Regions from separate parts of the Mus musculus genome. Here region 1 is linked to region 2. A link is a contact called in public Hi-C data. All regions are on one chromosome and are shown on one strand. The core of a region is the stretch at or near the end of the contact, and the rest is flanking DNA. Distances in the headings are between cores, read along the strand shown.

Region 1 (3,391 bases), core at 545-3,044, 770 kb before region 2:
TTGATTTATCCATATTCACTGGCAAAAGTATGTGGCATCTTTGGCAATAGGACTTTACCATCAGAATATGTAGGGTAACCAATAAGATTAGTAATAACCTGTAATGTTTAGGAGTGTCTATAGAAACCCTTTAGGCAACAACTCAAGAAGATGTATCCTATTCCAGGTACTAGAGGATTTATTTGGTAGCATATGATGTTTGATTGGGGATATTTTTCTCTATTATATGATAACTCAATTTAAAATTCTGTTATATAGGCTTATACTGTAGAAAACTTTGCCAGTAGTGGGTTTTGTTTGATATGGCTGTCCCTTTATCATTATAACACTGCATTCTATTGCCCATTCCTTGGGAAATGCTTCTCCTCTCAGCCTACCCCAGCCGCCCCTCACTAGCTAACTAATGTCTATGAATAGTCTACTTATACCATGCACAGACGACCTCACTTAAAATGGGGCACAGAAACAGAGAGTTCTCAAACGATGAAACACAAAATGAGTGAGAAATGCTCAACATCCTTAAGTGTCAGGGAAATGCAAATCAAAACTACTTTGAGATTTCATCTTACACCAGTCACAATGGCCAAGATTACTAAAACAAGTGACAGCTCATGTTGGCAAAGAGGTGGGGTAAGAGGAGCACTCATTCATTGCTGGTGGGAGTGCAAAATTGGACAGCCACTATGGAAATCAATATGACATTTCCTCAGGAAGCTGGGACTCTATTGACCATGAATCCAACTATGCTACTCTTAAGTATATACCCAAAGGACTTTGCTCACCTCTACAGATCCTTGTTCATCAGTGTTCATTGCTGCTCTTTTGGAAACAGCCTTGATGTCCATCAAGTAATGAATGGATAATAAAGATGTAGTACATTTACAAAATGGAATATTATTTACCTGTTAATAAAAAATGACATTATGAAATATATAGGTAAATTAGATTGAGGTAGAAACAATTATGCTGAGTGAAAGAACCCAGATTCAGAAAGACAAACTGCATGTTTTTTCTAGCTATATAGAAAGACTCCATGTTCCTACTACTGAGTTCCTGATCTCTTGGAAAGAATGGACTATATCCTCACTAATCTGTCTTTTGTAGGTTTAGTACTTGTATGCTTTTTGTTTGGGCTTTTCCAAATACAAGTTGTTTTACTATTTACTTCTGATTATAAGGCACAGTGCTTATTGATGTAAAACTCCCAACAACATGGAATATTGTAACAAAGGAAAGCACAACCCTATCTTCTGTCACTTAGGGATTAAGATGACTTACAGCTTTCCGTGCCCTTTTCTGCCCACAGATGCAATTTTATCCAATAGATTTGCATGCTTTTAATGAAAAATCCTGTTGTTATTTCAGCAAGTACAGATATTTAAATAGAAATTTATTTCCATTGCGTTGAACAGAGCATAAACATACAACGAGGACTGTTTATAATTCACATAGTTTCTTTTATTCCCCCTCCAATTTCTGTGTGTTTTTTTTTTTTAAATTTTCTTTAACCAGGGTCCCCAGCAGTCTGGGAGGGGCAGCCTTGGCTGTCATGGTTGCCAGGGGGAGGAAGAGAGGGAAGGAGGTGCAGGTGGTCAGGCAGTGGGAGGCAAGCTCCATGCTGTCACTTCTAGGAGAATTGGCCTTCTCTATTCCTGCCAGGTGGGAGTTAAAGTGACGTCAATTTCTCATTTTATATAGTCACCTTATTTTTTCCTACTTCCTCCATCCCTCTGCCTACTGCCCATACAGCAGAAGGGAGGTATCTGCAGAGAGGTATGTGTGTGGTTATCAGGTTCCTCGGGCGATTCTGAGTTAGAGGGTGAACAGCTATTCTCTGAGCCCTGCTGCTCTGATCATTGCAGACAGGTGCATCTCATGGCTGACTAGGAATCGCCTGGGGAGATGGTTAATAATACAAACTCCCGTACCTTAGTCCTGGAGATTCTGATTCTGTAGGCCTGGGATGCAGCCCAAGACTTTATTTTTAAGAGCCCTAAATGCTCCTGATGAGCAGTGTGGTTAGCCCATTCTTTCCTCTCTGGCTGGTCCGAGGTGTGATGTGTGGACCACCTTCATTGTCATCACCAGGAGGCTTATAAGGATTGCGGGTGGCATCTGCTATACCAGTGCTTGTAGTTTAATAAACCACCCAGATAATTCTTAGTGCACATTAAAGTTTGAGGAGAGCTATGATGGCCTAGTGACATAAAAATGGATGAATTTTTCTTTGTGGGGTTTAGGTAAAAACAGCATACCTTAATGAACTTTTTACCAAATTATTTGTAGGTGAAATTTCATAAGAACAGACTCAGGGCTTACATATGATTTTCCTAAAAGAGAAATGGCGAACAGTATAGTATCATTCCATTTTAGAGGAAACTGCCATCATTTTACATGCTGGCTTACCCTTGATGTTATGCATGCTTCATGAAAGAAACAAAGACATTTGCATATTTTAGATTAAAGGTTAAAATCGGACCATAGTTTTTCTGTTCCAAATGATTTGACATCTCAGCTCTTAGATTAAAAAAGCTTTTTGTAAAAAAAAAAAAAAAAAATTCAAGTGGTCTTAGGTAATGTTTTTGCCAATGTGTGCACTGCTGATGTCCAGCCAATAACAAGTGTATTTCAGGAGAATAAAAACAGCAATTCAGTGTTCATTTTAATCAGTGAACTTATGCCCCACACCAGTTCCTGTGGAGCCATCATTCAGGCAAACCTTTGGCCTTCTTTGTTGTTTGTGAAAGCTTCGTAACTAGAATTGTGACTCATCTAGATGTGTCCCAGAAAAAAAATCATCCTTATGCTTCAGCATGCTTAACATTTAAGTTATTATTTAATAAAGTCACTGTAAAGACATATTTTCTTTTCTCCCACTTAGAGGGGTCATGACAGTACTTTTCTATTTATTTGGTTTAGATGCAGGGTAAAATCCAAGAAAAGGTCCTTATGATTAGCTGGCGTTCAGGGCTCCATGTGTCCCAGTTTTGTGATTTTTCTCTTTCAGAGACTTCTTTCTTCAGTTCTTACAGCCCATATAACTCCTCTGTGTCCTCTTGCTCAGCCCAAAACTCACCTGTGGATGGTTTCCTAGCATCTCATATGCTTAATATACTTTTGTATTCTTTTGGGATTACTTTGGACTTCCCCAAGCTGGAACCTGGGTTAGAACGTTTGGCTGAACCCAACAGGGTGTTTGTCATTCTTCTGGTAGGTGTTAGCATAGTAGCTTTGTAAGGAATTAGGTTCCTTCAGTTTCTGGCATGCCATAGATCTTGTCCTCGGGTTTGAAATAAGACTCTTGTGCCTTCACATATTGTGTTCATCTTCCACGAAGGAAGACTATGAGGGGACACAACATTGCTTTTTTGTTTGTTTTTTTTTCCCTTTC
Region 2 (3,806 bases), core at 769-3,268:
CTCCCATTCACAACAACTGTCCATTTAATGACACTGATACAAACCTTTTGGCTTGTTTTCCAAGTTGAAATTCTGAAATGAACTTGCTGTTACAATCATACATACTAATTTATTTAACATGTGTAATTTATGTAACTATGTGTAATAGATCTAGGGAATAGGATGTAATGGCTAAAGTCTCAGCTGTAAGATGTAGCTAACAGTCGAGCTAGTTTGAGGCTAGAATAAAACAAAGTGATTAGCACTTTGCTTAATAAAATGTGTGTTATTACTAGTAATATTTTAATACCATTACTTGTTTTATAATCTAAATTTCTAAATTTGTAATCTAAATTTCTTTTTAAAAAAGATTTGTTTCATTTATTTTACCTGCATGTATGACTGTGTGAGAGTATCAGAACCCCTGGAACTGGAGTTACAGATAGTCGTGAGCTGCTATATGGAAGCTGGGAATTGAACTCAGGTCCTCTCAAAGAGCAGTCAGTGCTCTTAACCGCTGAGCCACCTCTCCAGTCCCCAGTAAATTTCTTTTTAAAATTTTATTTGTATATTTTGGAGTTTGGGTTATTAGTAAACAAGTCTGAACACAAGCTTCTTAAATGGTATTTGTTTGTAGCACTAGCATAAAAACATCAGTGTGTTATCTACTCCTGTTTTGCCTTCTCCTGTGTTGGGGGAGAACTTGCCAAGCCATGCCAACTGAAGAAAGTGGTGTTCTGTATCTTATAAACTTGAGTTAGACAAAATGGGTACCGAAGGAACTGACATGATTTATTGACATTATTGAAATGATTATAGAAATAAAAGAAGTTGCTTGTTTACTCAATGTGACTGTTTAAGAATTATACCGAGGGGGGAAAAAAAACAAACCAGCTATAATGGTGGTAGAGCTTGCTACTAGACGCTCTAGAATTGTCATTGAAAGTGAAGCCTCATTTAGGCAAAATGTGTATTTCTAAACGTTGCATAGAAGCATGCATAGGTTTTTTGAAGCAAACAATATGTGAAACATTATGTTTGCAATTTGTCACTAACTTTAAGTCCTGTTATTACTCTTCCGTTCTTATATAAGAACGACTGAACACAAAATGACATCATGTAAAATAGATGTCGGGGACCTTGTGTTGAAGGAGGTGGCCGACAACTGAAGCAGAGCCTGGGAAGAGGCACGTGTGGGTTCTGGAGGCTGGAGCCTCTTGCAGTTGACATCTCTGACTTCCCGGGTTCCTTTTATCACCCAGGGTAGATCCGACAGCACGAGCCATCTAGTCTCCTATGGGCGTCTCTGGCTAGATCCTGACTCCCATCTGCGGAAGCCCACATCCCGTGTTCTCCGCAGGGTCCGGAGGAGTCACCTCGGGAGCCAACTCAGCAGCCGCGAGGGCGACAGAGAGAACAGTCAGGACTCCCATTGTCACCCCAGCAGTTCTGCGGCGTCCCCTCCCCCCTGGTGGCGAGGAGAGCTTGGGACAGGGGTGCTATAGTACCCTCCTCCGCCACCCCGGGTTGTCCGTTCAACTGGTGGGGCGACCCGTCTCGCTGACTCTCCTGGAAGGCCACTGGGAGCCACTCTCCTGCCGCCGCCGCACCTGACTGCCTAACTGACCCCGGGGCTGGGCGAGCCTCCAGCTGCAGCGGCTGGCTCCGGGGCTCCAGGCGCTGCCGCACACGCCCTCCCGGCGCGGCTCCGGCCGAGTGCGACCCCCGGGGCGGGAAGGCGGGAGCGCGAGCAGCCCACACCTGGCCCGCGAGTCTGCTAGAAGTCGGGCGGCGGCCACGCGCGCTGGCCCACGCACGCGCACAGGGCTCGCGCGCACCGGCTGCCGGCCCTGGGGGCGGGACCGCGCGGCGGCGAGCGGGGCGGGGGGCTCGTGGAGCGCGCGCCCCGCACCCGAGGGCTGCGGAGAGATATTTTGGGTGGCAGGAGGCCCCTCGTCATTTCCGCCGGGCGGCTCGTCGTGCCGGGGGCTCCACTCCCGCGCGCCAGGCGAGCGAGCGGGCAAGTTGGCTGCGACCGTGCGCCGGCGCCTCTTCCTTTCCCCGCCGCGACCTCGGCGGCTCGAGCCATGCACTGAAGCCCCTCGGGACGCTCACCCCGGGCTGAGCCGCGGACGCCGCAGCTGCGGCTGCCGCCTGGGCTGGGACCTAGCCGACCCCGGCGTCTTACCCCGGCCAGCTGGCCGGCCGTCGCCGCTCCCACCGCAGCCACCTCCGACGCTCCAGCCTTGGGACCGAAACACAAAAGCCACCCTCTCCGCGCCGCCCACCGCGGGAGGCTGCGGCCGGCCACCGACCCCACCTGAGGGCGCAGCGGGCTGCGGACTTGGCTTTCTGTCCGAGCTCCGCGTCCCACGCGGCACCGACCCCGCCGCCCATGGCTCTGATAATGGAACCGGTGAGCAAATGGTCTCCGAGTCAAGTAGTGGACTGGATGAAAGGTAATGCCCTCTGTGGGGAGAGCGAGGCGACACTGGGGCGCAGGGTCCCGGTACGAGGGAGGGGTGCCCGCTAGGGCATAACACGTCCTGGGAGCTTCCAACCAACTGCTGAGGGTCCTCCCTGGGGATGGACAGGGGTCCTCTGGCTCTGGCAGGGGCCCGGGGACCCTAGACTTCTTTTGTCTTCAGCTGGAGGGGCGCGGGGAGCAAGAGGGCGGCGGGCGCCACCTGGTTGAAGCTGGAAGCAGGGCGGTGGAATCCCCGCGCAGCTTCCCCGCTTCCCGCTTCCCTCGACGCCTTCGGGTTGAGAGGACGCGGCGACCCTGTTTCCAGGCTAAGGGAGGAGCCCGTGGGACCTATTCTCGTGGCTGCCCCTTCACCAGCCCCTTTGTTCCTGGAAACCCGAGGCCCCTTCTAGGTCTCGCCCTGCCAAGTGCCTTCCCCAGCGCCAACTCTCCTGGCAACTTTTAAGCCCGCATAATGGGGTCAGGATGCAGTCGCTCCAGTTGGAAGGTGGGAACCCCCTCCTCCATGCTGGGCTGAGGATGATCGGGAAGGGAGCGAGCTACTTTAGGGTAACATGCTTCCCTTAGGGCAGCATCCAAGCTAATATATGTGGGATCCCTCCTGTGCACCCCAGCATGTCCTTTGCTTTCCTAGGTTGAGGTCTGCGGTGGCTTTAAACCTCTCGCGGCTTCTTGTTAAGGGTCCAACATTGGGTTTAAAGTGATGCGCATTCAAGTATTCTCCTTTCTTCCATATTGAAGGCTCCCCCACACACACACCCGACAATTTCTAATGACCAGTTTCAAACCTTAGCCCTCCTCCTAGACGCAAATGTGGGCTTTTTCTCTAGTCTCCTGGCTTTCCTGTCTCACTATCTCCCTCTGTTGTCTGAGTTGAGGGGCTTGTTGGGGACCTCTCCAGTCATCCCCAGACTGAACTCTGCAAAGGGGATGCTTACATTGAAATAAAAGATTCTTGGACATGCTTGGAAAATATGAGAGTTTTGCTTGAGGTCGTACCCGAGCAGGCAAACTTAAGATATTCTTCAAGCCTTATCTGTGAAAATGCCCCTTTCAAAGAGGAAGGAGCCCCTTTCCTAAGGCTTGCTTAGCAGTCAGACTTTCTAAGCTCTATATACTCAAAGATGGAAGGGATTGAAGGTAGTAGGGAGAAATAAATTCTCCCCGAATCTTTCCCCCACCATTTCGGACATTTGCCTATTCTTCTAGGGTTTCTCTTTATGTGTTTTGCTTCCTTTTCTCCCTGATTTGCCCTGTTACTTCTCACTTACTTTGATTTTCTCATCTCATATGTAAGAAAAATGCTTTGTAACTGCGAAGCACACTGTAAGTGCAAGTGAAT

What was found. A called contact is a pair of places that touch in the nucleus more often than the background predicts.
Region 1: a Hi-C map of cerebellum shows a contact between it and region 2, with 3 times the contacts expected there. The contact joins the enhancer-like site here to the promoter of Cnksr2 in region 2. A contact is called at or near these places in 3 of 39 promoter capture datasets (cranial neural crest, hippocampal neurons and liver) and 4 of 484 Hi-C or Micro-C datasets (cerebellar granule neurons and cerebellum).

Annotation. Positions count from the first base shown.
Region 1 is chrX:158,807,229-158,810,619 of GRCm38.p6, reverse strand. No RefSeq gene overlaps it. Among named protein-coding and RNA genes, the nearest start is that of Rps6ka3, 450 kb to the left of the region's middle. Within about 2 kb of position 1,794, at least 1 of the 459 cell types and tissues checked has an H3K27ac peak or open chromatin away from gene starts, as enhancers often do. A contact at or near this core is called in cerebellum, where this site is marked.
Region 2 is chrX:158,041,409-158,045,214 of GRCm38.p6, reverse strand. Cnksr2 (connector enhancer of kinase suppressor of Ras 2) reads left to right here and starts at 2,018. Exons shown (of 22, transcript NM_177751.3): 1 at 2,018-2,438. The coding sequence starts at 2,375.